2 separate regions of the Cricetulus griseus genome follow, and region 2 is linked to region 1. The links are chromatin contacts, called in public Hi-C maps. All regions are on one chromosome and are shown on one strand. The core of a region is the stretch at or near the end of the contact, and the rest is flanking DNA. Distances in the headings are between cores, read along the strand shown. Region 1 holds the start of Taok3 (serine/threonine-protein kinase TAO3). Region 2 holds the start of Pebp1 (phosphatidylethanolamine-binding protein 1).

The links. A called contact is a pair of places that touch in the nucleus more often than the background predicts.
Region 2: a Hi-C map of the CHO-K1 cell line shows a contact between it and region 1, with 7 times the contacts expected there. The contact joins the promoter of Pebp1 here to the promoter of Taok3 in region 1. A contact is called at or near these places in 3 of 8 Hi-C or Micro-C datasets (the CHL-YN cell line and the CHO-K1 cell line).

What each region holds. Positions count from the first base shown.
Region 1 is chr4:97,081,928-97,085,160 of CriGri-PICRH-1.0, reverse strand. It overlaps Taok3 (serine/threonine-protein kinase TAO3), which reads right to left and starts at 1,740. Exons shown (of 21, transcript XM_027414190.2): 1 at 1,535-1,740.
Region 2 is chr4:97,253,781-97,257,013 of CriGri-PICRH-1.0, reverse strand. Pebp1 (phosphatidylethanolamine-binding protein 1) reads left to right here and starts at 1,693. Exons shown (of 4, transcript XM_027414188.2): 1 at 1,693-1,879; 2 at 2,582-2,691; 3 at 3,009-3,109. The coding sequence starts at 1,745.

The DNA.
Region 1 (3,233 bases), core at 491-2,990:
CCAGGAACGTGTCAACTTCAACTGCTTCAGTTCTTTGTCCCAGCCTTGAGACAAACCTACAGCGTCTGTTTTGAATATGCATATCTGGCTCCTCAGCTTGCCTAGAAAGTGCCATTCATTTATTGACACCAGTAACTATTTTGAAAAATTGACCGTGACCTTCCAACTGTGTCTAACACATCAAAGTTAAACAGCTTAACATCAAAACCAGTCTGGTTCTCTTAAATCTGCATTGTAAACACTGACAGGGACAGACTGCCAAATGAGAAAAAGTTTCTTAACTCCTTGTGGAGCAAAAACGAAAAACTAAAACCAAAACCAAAACAGTGCTTCAGGAACACACAGCATTAAAATTAACACCCTAATTAATCCAAAGCGAGGATGTTTATTCCAAAAGATGTCTTCCTCCAACTTCTTGGGATGGGGTCAAATGCAAGCCCCTCTAGTTTTCCCCCAGATTTGTCATCAATGAATGAATCCCCCAGCTGGAACTTCATAGTAAAGAGATGCGAAGTCAGCCTGCTGTTTACAAGAGGTGAGGCGCTAATCTAAGCTCCACAAGGCCCTTGGCCAGCCCTTGAGATCCATGTCTTTTACTCCCGGGCCCATCACATGATCCCCCTTCCAGCGTCCGGGAACTCAACCCTCAGGAAGACCTCGGGTTCATAGAAGTGGAACATCGGTGTCCAGGTGTCAGCATTGCTGCTGTCCCCACCCAATGCCACTGGGACCCAGGCTGCTGGTGTTTTTCCCCAGGCGCCTGCCTGGCTTGCCAGGTCAGAAAGCTACACTCACGCTCTACACGCTCTCGTGGTACCCCGCTCTTCGGTGCTGGCCCTGTGCTCTGGGTCCCTCAGCCCACACCCGTTTGTCTTGTCATTTCGTGAGGACCCCTCCTGCCCCCAGCTGTCCTAAACTTTCTTGAGGTCCTCTTCACATCCATTGAGAGGGCACCGTTTTCAGAACCACTGCCCTGGCCTCCCTTGAGGTTCTTTGCTTATTCTCTTGTAAGTCTCTCTTGGGTCCCCCTCCTTCATTCCGCTGCCTGGGTTCTCTCAAGTTCATTTGCTCAATCTGCAGTCTCGGTCCCTCTTAGTGTCTCCTCCGCTCATCCCACGGTTCCGGTCCCTCTCTGGGTCCGGTCCGTTCTTCTCACTGGACCATCTGGGGCTGATCTCCTCGTTCATCCCGCCGTCGCAGTCTCTCCGGGGTCCTCTCGCTCATCCCACTGGCCCGGGTCCCTCTCCAAGTCTCCTCTTTGATCCCACTGCCCACTCCCGTCTTGGGGTCCCCTTGCTCACCTGCGGTATTTCTCGGTGCCCTCTCATCTTGCTTTCCCCATTCCTCTCGGAGTCCCCTCTCACCCACGGTCCCACTCGGAGTCCCCTCCTCACTCCCCGTCCCGGTCCTTCCCGGTCCCCCGAAGCACTGGCAGATCCGCTAGCTAGCAACTCCTCTCCCGGGATGCTCGTGACCGCTGCGCCGGGTCCCCGCGCCGGGACTCCGGCTGTCACTCTGGCGCCCGCGCTCTCACCTCAGCGTTGTCACCCGTGGCCCGGACGCCGCGCGCCTCCTCTCCCTCGTGCCCCGAGTCGCTCTCGTGTTGGCTCCTCACGTGCTGGGTCCCCACGTGCAGCCTCCGCTCGAGAGCCCGCGTCGCGCCCCACTCTCCACGCAGGACCCTGGCTGCCGCCGCTGCTGCTGTCCGAGGTGCGGCTCCGCCAGGGGTGGCCAATCGCACCCGACTGCGCGGAGCGCGCCCCGCCCCCGCTCGGCCCCGCCCTCGACCCCGCCCCCAGCCGCACTCTGATAGGCTCTCTATTGACCTTCCCTGATCCCAGGCCTCGGGGGGGTTCTTGCCTCATATAGGCGTTCTATTAGACTTCCCTGGGAAGGCCGACCGGTCGATGGATCCAGGGGATTGGCGGATCTGGGGGAGTGGGCGGGTCCAGTGGGGGCGGGGCTCTCTTAAACGCGGAAGCTCTCTCAAATTGTGTTACCCGTGGCCCTCTAGGGTGCGGCCAGGCTTGTTTGTGCAGCACAGGGGTCAGAGTTCGTGGCTCTCTTCCCCATGCCTTGCCTTTTCTTGGGAGACCACCGTGGGAGAGCTTGTGGGACGGACCCGATCTCTTAGGTCTCTCGCTTAGGTCTTTCGCAACTCCTAGTCTCCCCCCCCTCAAGGCAAGCTTTCCTCCTGGGGGCTTGTAAATATTTCCTAGGTCTCAGACAGGGGGATGGCGTTTTCTTGCCTTGCGTTCAGTGGACGTCAGTTTACTGATGGAAAGGAGAGAAAAAAAAAAAAGCAAAACCCAAAAAACTGTAGACCAGATAAACACTCTATACAGCTAAGTACTTAACGCGGTCTGGACACATTTTGAAAAGTCAAGTCTTTCCATTCGTGGCGCGATGTGATGTGAACACCAATAACTAATAACTCTGCAGGCAGAGGCAGGAAGATCGCCTCAAGTTTGAGTTCAACCTGGGGTAGATAGCTAGACCCTGTCACAGAAGAAAAAAAAAGTGAAAAAAGAAATAATCATTTCGTGAGTTTTGATTATTATTGTTGTACAAGGATCTGGGGTAGGGAACCCCGTTAACTTTGGCAAGGTTCCAGCAAGCATATTCAGTTGAACCTCTTTCAGGGCCACAGGCTTTCAGGAACCAAAGGTGGAAGGACACTGAGTTCTGACCCCAAGTGCACCCTGCAATAACCTGGATCCGTCCTGAGCCACGCTGAAGCATAGTGTTTGCCAGGGATTAAAGTGCACCAGGACCAGTCTCATATTTTTGTGGAAATGGCTGTGTTGCTTCAGTTAACGGTAGAAGCTCAAAATAGCTTTCTGCAGGGGCACATTTTCACCCTAGGCCTTGGCAGACGTAGACACGCCTTATCGCTAAGTAAATGCTCTACAAACTTTTTTTTTCTTATTTATTTGTTTATCTAAGATTGGGTCTCACTGTGTAGCCCTAGAACTCTGCGTAGATAGTTTGGCCTTGGACTCAGAGATCTATCTGCCTGTCCCTGATGTGTGGTGGCCACCACACTTACCCCTCCCCCTTTTTAAAAAAGCATGTCATAAAACTGCTCTTTTCCCAAATTTGCATACTAAACTTTGTTTGCAAATCAAACTTCATCCCAACCACTGGGCACCCTTAAAATCTGGATGGTGGGAACACAGAGGCTTCCTGAGAAGGCCTGAAGTTGTGAACACAGGGCTCCAGGGTTTGAGTTT
Region 2 (3,233 bases), core at 444-2,943, 170 kb before region 1:
CTGGCTACATCTTGATCTGAAGGCAACAGGAAATGGACTGAGACAGTGGGCAGTATCCTGAGCCTAGGAAACCTCAGAGCCAGCCCCCACAGTGACACACTTCCTCCAATAAGGCCATACTCACTCCAACAAAGGCACACCTCCTAATAGTGCCACTCCCTATGAAATTATGGGGGCCAGTTATATGCAAACTACCACAAGTGTTCAAAGTCGAGTTCTCAAAGAGAGTGTGAGAGATAATATTGATTGTCAAGATGACAAGATTTAGAATGACGAAGGAGTCAAACCTCTGAGTATGTTTGTAAAGAAGCTTCTAGACTGGGTGAAGTGAGGTGGGAAGACCCACATTAACTGTGGGTGCATCATCCAATGGATTGGTGTCCTGGACTTCATAAAAATGAGATATCGAGCTGAGTACCAGCATTCATCTCTCTCTGTTTCCTGAGTACAGGTGCAACGTGATGAATGCCTCGTCACCATGCCTTTCTGCCTTTCTACTCTCAAGCTTCTAGCCAAAATTAACCCTCCCTTTTTTACTGTGCACTTGGGCACTTTGTTGCAGCATGAGAGAAAGGTAACTAAGAGAAAAAAAAATGTAGACAGTATGTGCATTTTCATGTGTGGAGTATATGTTGCATGAGTTTCTTGTTTAAAATTTTAATTTATTTTTTAATCTTTCTTATATAGGAGCCACGTGAGCCCACAGATCCTGCCACCCCATCCAGGAGGCACTGCTCTTAAATGAGAGGGTCTCCTTCCACAATTTTCCTCTGACCTCTATACTCAGACCTGTGACAAGAATGTTCAATACTCCACTCCTAGCCTCCCGCCCCACCCCCGCCCTTACTCCTCTCAGTCCACACTGTTAATGCCGCTTTCCATTTTTCTCTTTCAGGACCCCTGGAATGACCTGGGAGCCACCCAGGGAATAGCCACATTCCGAGGCTATCTGATTGGCAACCTGAATTCAATTTTGTCTTATAAAGTCACTCTGTCCCTAGGAGAACGTTCCGGTCTGAGAAAAGCAGTCGCCATCTTCACAAGCTCAGCTGCTGCTACGGTCAATAAGGGGCTAGTGGACTGCTGGCTGTCTCATAGGAGGCAGAGGTCGTTGAAGCATCAACTGAGATCCAGTCACTCCTCCCAGCTATTTGTATACAATTCTGATCTAACTTGCAGGCATACCGGCTGGAAGGTTTATTAAAGAATTGTTCCAGTGTGGGCATTGGTGGAGCCATGTGCTGGGTGCAGAACTTTCAGTCTGGTGCTTTGTGGTCACCCGCATTCTGCAGAGAAGCCCAACAAATTTATTGATTTCCCCCGGGGTTGAACTTTGGTGGCATTAAAAAAAAAAAAAAAAAAAAAAAAAAAAAAAAAAAAAAAAAACGTTTAAAACAACAAAAGATAATGTAGGGAAGAAATGGCGCTCTTTTAAGAAACTCAAGAGAAAAAGCAAGGCCTTATCACTGGGAATTTCGAAATGGGGCAGAGAGTCTTCTAAGCAAAGAAGCCGCAAATAATAATCTAAACTGTAGTATTGAATCAGTATCCCTGCAGGCACTGGAGCGGGAAGGCGTGCCCTCACCCTGGCGCTTGGACCGCCCAGCTGCGGTTCAGCCAATCAGAGGGCGAGGAGGGGCGCGGTCTGGCTTGCGATTGGCCGAGCGGCGGCAGATAATTGCGCAAGCGTCCTGGGTTCGCGGCACTCGGAATCAGCGCGTGTGTGCACTCCCTTGTTGTCGCCATGCCTGCCGACATCAGCCAGTGGTCCGGGCCGCTGAGCCTGCAGGAGGTGGACGAGCGTCCCCAGCACGCGCTGCGGGTCGCCTACGCCGGGGTGGAGGTGGACGAGCTGGGCAAAGTGCTGACGCCCACCCAGGTACCGCGCAGGCCTGAGGGCGGGGGAGGCCCGGGAGCAGCGGGATGGAGCAGGCCTCGCACCCAGGGCCTTCCGGCTCAGCTTCTGCAGCTCCAACTGCGCCACACGAGTCCCACCCGACCGCCGGAGGAATCTTATGTAACCTTTTTTAATGGTTCAGAACTTGCAGCTACAACCCCCCCCCCCCCCGCCCCCAAGCGAGCGGCCTACACTTTGCAGGGCTCCAGGCCCAGCGCCTTCCCATTACAGTCCATTTTGCTGTTGCGGGTGGTTGGAATGCTGAAGCCCAAGAGCGGCTCCAGGCTCAGAGAAAGTAGGTCTAACCCCTCTCTTTTTGTATTTAGAGTTCAGGGTTTGGGACGGTGACTTGGAAGTTTCCGTCGGAGGCCTGGCCGGTTTCCGTTGTCCCAAACTGTGCATGTCCTTGGGCGCTCTCGTTTTCTGGGCTCTTGAACTAGTTCAGTGTAGGCAGATTACACATCAGCTGGCCACTATATTGAAAGGCATGGTGCTCAGGACCCAAATAAGGTTGTGGAGAAAGTCCTGGTGCCACGGTTGGACACTTGTCCCACCATTTAGGCTGGTCTCGAACTCACAGAGATCCACCTGCCTCTGCCTCTTCGAGTGCTGGGACTAAAGGCGTGCACCACCACCGCCTGGCCATTTCTGAATTTTTAACCTCAAACTGGTTCCTTCCTACAGGTTAAGAATAGGCCCAGCAGCATTTCATGGGATGGTCTTGACCCAGGGAAACTCTACACCCTGGTCCTCACAGACCCTGACGCTCCCAGCAGGAAGGACCCCAAATTCAGGCAAGTTGGGAAAAAGATGGTGACAGGCTGTCATGCAGGTGTGACCTGTTTAGTGGAAGTCCCTTGCTAGACAGGAACACATAGATCTCCTGGGATTATTACAGCATGGTTTGTAGTGATGGGAGGATGCCTGCCTGAGCCACAGCCTCAGCCTCAGCCTCATAAATGGAGTTCTCTTTCTCTTGGTGTATAGCCCTCACACTTGTGTATGCTTTCCCACTGTATCCTCTGCCATTGTAGCCCAGCATGGAGTCGGTGCTCGGTGCACACCTGTCACCTGGTGCTCACAGTCCCTTGTTCTCTCTCTCTCTTTTCAGGGAGTGGCACCATTTTCTGGTGGTCAACATGAAGGGCAATGACATTAGCAGTGGCAAGGTTCTCTCAGATTACGTGGGCTCTGGGCCTCCCAGTGGCACAGGTCAGTAAAGTCTGCTTCAGGGGAAGGGTGTGAGGGGAGACCCCGTGAGGGTTGGGCTGGCCCAGGGGGGCTCCCTTAGGCCCAGTTTATTTCCACGTCTTACCCTGCGGGAGACACAAGCCTG